Linked DNA regions of Sus scrofa: region 2 is linked to region 1. The links are chromatin contacts, called in public HiChIP or PLAC-seq maps. All regions are on one chromosome and are shown on one strand. The core of a region is the stretch at or near the end of the contact, and the rest is flanking DNA. Distances in the headings are between cores, read along the strand shown. Region 1 holds the start of USP47 (ubiquitin carboxyl-terminal hydrolase 47). Region 2 holds the start of GALNT18 (polypeptide N-acetylgalactosaminyltransferase 18).

Region 1 (5,064 bases), core at 567-3,066:
GTAACAGGAGTTCAAAAAAGTCACAACAGTTAGCAGCCCTCCCACAGAACTCAAGCTGGGTGTAGATTTCGCAAGTCCTGAAAGCTATACACTGCCACTGTCAAAACCAGAAGCAGCACCGTCACCCTGTCGTGCTCATCAGCAACCCGCTCCAGAATTTTTCCTTTGAAATTACCTATATTGGCTCGACATGCTACATAAGTACTTAAAACGTCACCCTCTCCCCCAAAGCAGGATCTCATTCCTTCCAGTCCGCTCCTTTATTTGTCCAGCCCCACAGACCCGTGGGGAGAGAGGGCTCTGCTCCTTTGGTCCCCTCACAACAGCTCGCCGCACCCACCATGCACCCCGGCCACCAACACCACACACCCTCCATCCCCTTACAGGCGGGCGGGCCCAGGAGCAGCGCCCGCAGCCGGCCCCTTGCCCCCGCCTGCGCTGCCGAAGCGGCCGCAGGCCTCGGGCCTAGCCTCCTCCGCAGGCTTCTCACCTCCTTCGGGACCAGTTGGTTCTCCTCGCCAGGCACCATCGCTCAGACGCTGGCCGCTCCTCTCCGCCCTGCCGGGGGAGGGGGAGGGTGGCGGCGGCTCTCAAGCTCAGGAGCGAACGGCAGCGGCAGTCATCCTCTCCACCAGCTGCGCTCGGGCTACCGCGGAGGCCTCAACCTGGGCCTCAGACACTAGCGCGCAGACACCGACCCAAGGCTCCGCCGCCGCCGTCGCCGCCGCCGTCGTCTTCGTCCTCGGCCCCTCCCCCAGCCCGCTGCAATCAATGGAAAAATGGCGGCGGTCGCTCTCGCGAGAATTCGGGCCATTGGGCCCCTATCTCAGCGCTCAAGGTGCTGATACAGCTGTCGCTCGCGTCTAATTACCTCCGCTTTTACTCAGCCTCGGGATGTATAAAATTAGGTGAGCTCCCAGGCAAACGCTTTTCGTAGAGGGATTCTGGACTGTCCATCTCGGGACTCCCTCTGCCGGCGGGGAAAGACCAGGCCTTAGGGTCCTCCATGCCTTCCTGGGCTCTTCGGAGTCCCTGCCCATCAAGCCGCTCTTCTGGCCTTACTACCAACACTGCCCTTCCTTCCCGTTCGAAAAGCGCCAAAACGCATCCCCTCTTCACAGACCCTCAGCCTCTGCCTGGAAAAGAACCAGGCCTCCGCCCTCGGACACGGTCCCAGCCAGAAAGGACTACGTTTTCTTTTCCCCTCTCCCCACCCTCCCCATGGACCCCGTTCGTGAGACCAAGGCCGTTCTCCGGCTTGGGAAGGCGACAGCCCAGGGCTCAGAAAAGTGGTATTACTCTCTCCCCAACCCTTCCCTCTCCCCCCTCCCTCAGAGAGACACACTCTCCTGGCCTTTTCAGGGAACTTCCTTCTCGGACAGGTTCAAGTCTGGGGCTGTTCTAGACAGAATAGAGAGTAGGGCTGCAGTTTGCACCTAGGAGCCTCTTTTAAAATGTTTTTAGAGTACTTGAATCTCCTCTGGCAGTAAGCCTTGTGCTCTGTTTTAGAGGAAACAGACTTTGCAATAGTTATTTTCCCAATTCCTGCTAGTTCCTTAAACCTCCCTTTATGAAAACCCGATGGGACGTCCTTCATGAAGACTTCCACGGTACAGCGATTTTACATCATGCTTAGATAACATAATCCCACCACGTTCCTAACACCTACACCATTACTACCCTACCCGTACCTGTTCTCTCCAAACTTCTTTTGAGTGCAGATTTCTATTACCAAGGGGAAAAAAAGATGGCTGTATTCTTACGTAAGTTATATACACGTCCTGTTGTGTATGACAAAACATTTTTAAAGCATAATAAAGGATAAGAAAAAGATGAAATAAACATTTAAAATAATTGTAAGTTATTTTCTAAATTAATTGTCTTTTTAAAAATCCTTGTTTTTCTCACTAACAATGTTGTGGAAACAATAAAATTGACTAGGTTTCCATGGTTTTAAAAATCTGTAATACTTTGTGAAAAGCTATTAAAATGATTCAATGTTCAGGTTATTTCTGTACTTTGTTTTAATGGGCTGTTATAAGGGGGGGGGGGGATAACTCACAAAGATAATGTAGATCCTAATGGAATAAGTACATCTTTGGTTACTCTTACTAATGCAAGTATCTATTTTTATTACTCTATCCACCAACCATGAAAAGCTTTTGTTGAAATTCAACTAGTAACTTTCTATCTCCCCTGATGTCAGCCAAAAGATGTATTTTTATATTTTTTCAAATCTCTTTGTTTACAGAACATTGTAAATCAAGTATAATAGAAAAAATTAAAACTTTTTTTTTTTTTTTTGGCTTTTTTGCCTTTTCCAGGGTCGCTCCCACGGCATATGGAGGTTCCCAGGCTAGGGGTCGAATCGGAGCTGTAGCCGCCAGGGACATGGGGTTGTAGGTTCCATCCCTGGCCTTGCTCAGTGGGTTAAGGATCCGGCGTTGCCATGAGCTGCGGTGTAGGTTGCAGACGAGGCTTGGATCCTGCATTGCTGTGGCTCTGGTGTAGGCCAGCGGCTACAGCTTCAATTCGACCCCTAGCCAGGGAATGTACATATGCCGCAGGAACGGCCCAAGAAATGGCAAAGAGACAAAAAAAAAAAAAAAGCTCCATCTTGCAAAGTTGGTATTAAACAGTAAAGATAATAATCACAAAACAGTTAATAGTTAAGATTGGTTGAATATATATCATATATACCTCCAGCCCTGTTCTAGGTGCTTTACACGTATTTCTTTTTCTTTTTTTTTGCTTGTTAGGGCCACACTCATGGCATGTGGAGGTTCCCAGGCTAGGGGTCTAATTGGAGTGACAGCTGCCGGCCTACACCACAGCAGCACAGGATCCTTAACTCACTGAACTAGGCCAGGAATCGAATCCACAACTTCATGGTTCCTAGTCAGATTCATTTCTGCTGCACCACTGCAGGAAGGCCTATACATATTATTTCAATCAATTCTCTCAACAACTTTATACATAACTGATACTATTATCCTCATTTAATAGGTAAGGAAATTGATAGAAAGCCTTTGAAACATTCAACACACTGCCTGATATACACAAAATCAACATAAGCTGGCTATAATTATACCAACACTAGTCTGAGCTCCCCGAGGGACTATGCAACCCGAACAATGCCTGGCATACAACAGGTGCTTTTAAACATTTGTTGAATAGATGAAGTATTAAACCAGTCATTTAATTAGTGAAAAAATCTTGTCAATCACCTGGCAACCATACTTTGATACAGTTTCATTGCTGCCTACTCCACCTATGGAGTATCTCCATGAACTTGCTTAAAATGTTCTTTTTTGAGGTGCCTCTGAAAAGAAATTCAGCTGTTGCAATGAGATTGAGTAAAGTGATGGATCTTAACCATGAGACAGTCTCTCTGGCTAAGTTAGAGAGTGGAATATAATCGTAGTCAATAGCTTACATTTGTGATGGAAATGACAGCATCAATAAAGAAATAAGAAAAAACAACTTGGTGGTGATCCCATCGTGGCTCAGCAGAAATGAATCTGACTAGCATCCATAAGGACACAGGTTTGATCCCTGGCCTTGCTCAGTGGATGAAGTATCTGGCATTGCTGTGAGCTGTGGTGTAGGCCGAGGATGCAGCTCAGATCCTGTGTTGCAGTGCTGGTGTAGGCCAGCAGCTACAGTTCCGAATCGATCCCTAGCCTGGGAACATCCATATGCCGTGGGTTGGGCCCTAAAAATACAAAAAAAATGAAAAGAAAACATGACCAACTTTTGTGTAAAGATAAGAACAGGAAACACGCTACTCAAGAAAATGTAACCCAGGAAAAGCCTAGGAAGACGCACAAATATTTTTATGAAGCAATAGAGTGAAGACATCAGTGAAGCTCTCCACCTGCTCTAGACTCAAAGAAAGATTGGTTCAAGAGCCTAAAGTAGCATTTTCCATTGACATAAACGAAAAAAGAATCATTGCCACAGAAATGCTTACCTCTTTTTGAGTTGAAGAAGTTCATAAAAGAAAAGGTTTATAGGTCAATGTATTCAACATAAAAAGAGACTCACATTGACAGAAACATATCAAAGGTAGAGACAAAAATATTAGAGTTTGTGATAACCAAAGACAAATTGACCAACACATCCAAGATTTTCTAGAGTTCTGCAAATGCTCAGATTGCAAGATCCAAAAATAAGGAGAAATCTAATAAAATAAAGTTGGAGCCAAGGCATTAATCATTTGAAGTCATTCCTTAAGATCTTTGAAATAGAGTAATATTTGTTAATTTGGAGTTTGAATAGATCTCAGCATTCCTTGAGAATATTGGGGGTTCACTGTAGTAATTACTATATAGAATTTTGAGGATTGGGAATAATGTATGTGGAGTTGGGGTTTTTTTGTTTGTTTGTTTTGTTTTGTTTTGTTTTGTTTGGTCTTTTTAGGACCACACCCTTGGCATATGGAGGTTATCAGGCTAGGGGTCGAATCAGAGCTGCAGCTGCTGGCTTACACCACAGCCATAGCCACTCGGGATCTGAGCTGTGTCTGCAACCTACACCACAGCCCATGGAAGTGCAGGATCCTTAACTCACTAAGCAACGCATGTGATCAAATCTGCATCCTCATGGATGCTAGTCAGATTCGTTTCCACTGAGCCACGATGGGAACTCCCAAAGGTAAATATTTTATAATGACACTGTCATGGAACCAACAAAAACCCACAGAGGTTCGAAGGAAAAGATGGTTATTTAAAAATTTTAACTCATGCCATAGCAAAATATTAAAACATTACAAATCGCCAATAAACATCTGAAAAGGTATTCTGTTTTACTCACCATTAAAGAACTGCAAATGTGAAAAACTGCCAGAGTTACTGTTGTAGCTCATAAGTAATGAACCCAACTGGTATCCATGAGGATGCAGGTTTGACCCTGGCCTTGCTCAGTGGGTTAGGGATCTGCTGTTGCCATGAGCTGTGGTGTAGATCACAGACACGGCTCTGATCTGGCGTTGCTGTGGCTGTGGTGTAGGCCAGCAGCTACAGCTCTGATCAGACCCCTAGCCTGGGAACCTCCATATGCCTC
Region 2 (4,806 bases), core at 1,482-3,981, 280 kb after region 1:
CCCAGGTGAGCTAACTGGTCATTTAGACAAAAACCTCAGGGGCTCATTAATTACTTATGGGATTGAATGTCATTGATAGAGGGTCAAAGAAATGAATCTCTACCCAGGCATTGTTTATTAAAATAAGGACACAAAGTTACCTCCTGTTTTTTATAGAAGGGCTTCCGTAGAGGCTAACACATTTCTGTGCTTGTGACTTTAAAATATTTCTGGGGAGTTCCCGTCGTGGCGCAGTGGTTAAGGAATCCGACTGGGAACCATGAGGTTGCGGGTTCGGTCCCTGCCCTTGCTCAGTGGGTTAACGATCCGGTGTTGCCGTGAGCTGTGGTGAAGGTTGCAGACACGGCTCGGATCCCGCATTGCTGTGGCTCTGGGGTAGGCCGGTGGCTGCAGTTCCGATTGGACCCCTAGCCTGGGAACCTCCATATGCCGTGGGAGCGGCCCAAGAAATAGCAAAAAGACAAAAAAAAAAATATATATATATATTTCTGGGTTAAGTCTTTGTGCTCCCTTCCAATTCACTTATTTAAAACCAAGGAATTAAGGGTCTAGAGTGGGAATTAGAGGGTCCTGGGGGGAACAGTCCTTGAAACCACCTGTTCATTTTGAACATCTTGTCAACCTATGCAGATCATGCCCTACTAATGGTGGAGACAGACATTATGAATAGAAAGCCAATGTGCTGGAGCTCATCTAGGCAAGACAAGCACATTGCCGCCTACAGTCTTAGTTCCTGTTAACTTCCATTAGGGGAGAGAACATATATAGGTTGGTAGAGAATCCAGGTATTGCTAAACAGAAAATGGAGTTTGTGGAACTCCAGAATTCATCCTGTCCTGGAAGGAAACTTCACAGGATCCTGAGTACCTACTATGCATCCTGCACTAACGAAAACCCTTTCTGGTACATTTCCTGATTTAATTCTTCACAGCCAATTCATTGGCAAGTATTGTTTACATTTGGCATAAGGGGAAATTGAGCCCCAATGCTGTTTCAAAACTCTTCCAAGCTCATGTAACTAATAAGTGGTGGATCTGGGATTAGGGTCGTGGAGTTTGGCTGCACCTCTAGTGAATATTCTTTGAACTGGACAACTTGACCCTGAGACCTTTCAGAGAAAAGAGACTGTGCCTCATTTTTCTTTTGTTGCATTCATCCACTTCACAATTACAAATACAGGACAGGATCCGCTGGACCAAAATATAAGGTCACACAATCTACTTTGTTTTCTCCTTGAACCTTATTTTTAAACTTAGGTGAATCTCCTCTCTGTTTAGCCCTGTGGTGGAAGATCCTGGAAAGAGCTGAACTTCCAGGCCTCCTCCTGGGAGAGAGTGTGGAACAGAAAGAATAGTTAGACCTTTGCCATTAGTTGTAATCAAACTCATGGCTTGTAAATTATGCAGTCAGAAGAAAGTCCAGACCCTCCATTTGTGATCTGATTATACTTCCAGAGAAGAAGGGAGAGACAAGTTTCAGTCCTGGATGAAAGATCCCTATTGGTGTCTGTATTCAGAGAATTTGAGCGGAGTTATTGTAAGCAAAGCACCATTTAAAGAGCCCCTGGCTGATGGCCATAAGGTGGCCCTTCATTGGTTATGTGTTCTTTTTGCGAGGCCAGTTCTTTGAATCCAGAAGACATCACTTGAGGGAACCACCTTGAGTACCAGGGCCACAGCTGGTTGGGGTGCTGGCACATAAACTGACACTCTTAAGAACAGAAAAATGCACCCCACAGATGGAGAAGAGGATGGAAATCTGTGTTTTAAAAAGTCTTCCTTTGAAAGAATTTGACTCAGGTTCTGAGAAGAAGTGAGTGTTCAGCAGAAAGCGATAATAGAAATAAGTATTTGCTCTAATAACAAATTAGTGTCAGTCACTGGAGTCCAGCTATGCCCCTCTGCTGTCAGGCACAGCTGCCTCCCCCATGACATCAATCACAGACAGCATGTAAGAATTTACAGTTCACAGAGAGCTTAATCCCACCAGGGATATTTCTGTGCAGGATCCCCTTATGCACTGGGATGAGCCTGGTCCCACATAAATGGCAACTGCAAGACACCGTTTGTCCTGAGAGCTAGACTTAAAAAAATCTAGCTAGGGGCAAAAATCTTCCAGGGGGTGGTGGTGGTGGTGGCCCAGAATCCCTTAGGAGATTCCTAAGAGGGTTGGCTCCTTTGACGGTTGCTGGGTCTGGAAACATCCAGGAAGACAGCTGACAGGGTGGAGGTCGAAGTGAGGCTAAGGAAGTAGTGGACGCCTGCGAGGCCCGACAAAGGGCAAGACAGGACAGGCGATCTGGCTCACGCTTCCCTGGCCTCTCTGCATCCCGGCAACCAGAAAAAGGATTGAGGAGCGGCTGGTGGAACCAACGCGGGAAGCCCGGTAGCGGAGTCGGGTGAAGGGAGCTGAGCCGAGCGGAGCCAAGCGACCTCCAGAAGACTGGAGGTTCTGCGCAAGAGCAAGAGGTGGAAACCCACCCCCACCCCAGAGGTGGAATCTGCCGACCTAGGGCTGGGACTGGTGGCGTGCGATCTCCGGGAGCCTCAGGTCTGGGGCTGCCAGCGCGCGCAAGGGTGGAGGCTTAGGAGCGTCCCTGGAGGGCGGGAGCCAGGGGCGGCCAGCAGGTGGGGCCCGGGGACCGGACTCCGCCCCCCGCGCCCTCCCCGTTGGTCCTCGACCGCCCAGCCCCGGCCCCTCTCCCGAACCGGAGCGCGATTGGTGGCGGCGCCTGTCGCTCGGCAGGGGCCGAGCCGCTGAGCTCCGCTGCTTTCCCCGCGGTAGCTGCTGCCACCGCCGTCCTTCTAGCAGCGCGGGCTGGTCGGACCGCCGAGGCAGTCCGCGCCCGGCTATGGGAAGCAGAGCGGCCACGGACATAGGCTGTGGCAAAGTTTCCCAGACGCGCGTATCAGGGCGCGCGGCTGCCGACTACCCGTGACCGCTGCTAGAAAGGCTCGGAGATTTTCAATTTGGAAGAAAAAAAAAAAAAGAACCCACCTCATTCCTTTGTCAAGCTCTGTCTCCCGGTGGCCAGCGGCGAGAGCTCCAAACTTGGGCACGGCGGCTCCACCGCCAGAGGTCCGGGCTTTGGAGAACGTCAGGCTTTGGAGACTCAGGTGCTGGGGCGCCCTGTGGCCCCGGACGTGCTAGGGGGTGTGAGCGCGGGGGAGCCCGGGGTGCGCGGAGAGGAGGAGTCCCCGGGAGCTCTATATGGAGGAGGGAGCCCAGAATGGTGTGCACCAGGAAGACCAAAACTTTGGTGTCCACTTGCGTGATCCTGAGCGGCATGACCAACATCATATGTCTGCTCTACGTGGGCTGGGTCACCAACTACATCGCCAGCGTGTATGTGCGGGGGCAGGAGCCGGCGCCCGATAAGAAGCTGGAGGAAGACAAAGGGGACACCCTGAAGATTATTGAACGCCTGGATCACCTGGAGAATGTCATCAAGCAGCATATCCAAGGTACGGGCGCCCCGGGAAACTTGGGCAGCCCAAGGGGCTAGGGAGTGCCCAGCAACGCACGGGGTGCGCTGGGGCTGGTGATCATCTATGGAGCGACTGCTGGCCTCTGAGGCCGCAGACGCCTGGGGGGCTACGTGTACTCTCTTGCCTGAGTGTGGGACCCTCAGTGACTGCGGCCGTGTGCGCTTCTCCAGGGCACACGTGTGTGCGCGGGGCTCCACGCGCGGGTGTGTGCAGCTCATTGGCGGTGTGGGGGCGCGCTGCGCACGTGTCCCAGTGTGCGTGTGACTGTCGGCTCGTTGCTCGAGGGCTCTTGGGATCACACACAGGTCCAGCTCGAGTGTGAGTACTTGTGAATGTTGGTGTGTATACAAGGGAGTGCCTGGGCAATTCAGCTCAGGCGCTGTAGGGCCCACAATGAGATGCCCCAGCGACCCTAACTGTTGGCATTTAGAAGGCACAGGCTGCGAGATGAGCTGGGCTAGGAAGACAGCACAGCCCCAGTCCCAGCCCCTCTATGAGCAGCACATAGGTGGTTGGAAGTGCTGCCTTGAACCTGAGCCGTGGTCTTCACCTCCACCATAGACCGTGGGTCCAAGACCTTCTTCAGAAGCAGGTGCTGGCAGCAGAAAGAAGCTTGGGAGCCTGGAGCTCTGTCCACTGAGGTGGCGCTTCTGCCCAGTACCAGGAAAACTGTCTGGGCTGTGGGTGAAAGCCAGTCCCCCTGGTAGCTCCACTCCCAGACCTGTGGGGAGTATGTCTGGTGCCTAAGACTGAGTTGGCTGATTGCTCCAGACCATGGCTGGAGCCAAGGGGAAAATGGGGTACAGAGGGCTCTCCTCAGAGACAGAGAGCTCTGGGCATTGCTGGCACTGGTGCTGGGTGTGCACAAACAAGTCCATCTCTCACATTCACATTTCTCTCTCTCTTTTTTTGCCACTGCTCTCACTGTTTTCTACCAGGCGTGTGAGCTTCTTAAGTGCAGGGCAGGGTCAGCTGAGCCTAGTTCACTTGTAAACCTGGCAGGCCCACCAGGCTCTGGTTCCAGCACCGGGCAGAACTTGGCATGTATCTAGTTGAATATTTCTTGCCCAGGAGCACTCTCTTTTGTTTACTTGTGGGTGTCGGGATCCAACCCTTGCAACTACTGTCCTTGCCAGGGTGGGGACAGCTGCTCTCTCCATATTTGCTGTGTTTCTCCAAGTGTGCAGAATAGTTCCTTCCAGGGGGAGGTTTGGGTCAGTGCCCGAGAGGTGTACATATTCATGGTGCTTCCTGACTGACTGATGACTTCAAGTTCATGGTTCTGACACTTCCCCAGAAGAGGGGACCATTTATCCAC

Evidence for each region. HiChIP or PLAC-seq counts read pairs in DNA pulled down with a chosen protein or histone mark.
Region 2: a contact with region 1 is called in an H3K27ac HiChIP or PLAC-seq map of skeletal muscle. The contact joins the promoter of GALNT18 here to the promoter of USP47 in region 1. A contact is called at or near these places in 1 of 47 Hi-C or Micro-C datasets (epiblast stem cells) and 1 of 2 datasets of contacts at active chromatin or transcription factors (skeletal muscle).

Annotation. Positions count from the first base shown.
Region 1 is chr2:47,582,077-47,587,140 of Sscrofa11.1, forward strand. It overlaps USP47 (ubiquitin carboxyl-terminal hydrolase 47), which reads right to left and starts at 1,817. Exons shown (of 28, transcript XM_021083314.1): 1 at 1,692-1,817. The coding sequence starts at 1,802.
Region 2 is chr2:47,860,502-47,865,307 of Sscrofa11.1, forward strand. It overlaps GALNT18 (polypeptide N-acetylgalactosaminyltransferase 18), which reads left to right and starts at 2,732. Exons shown (of 11, transcript XM_005661126.3): 1 at 2,732-3,464. The coding sequence starts at 3,230.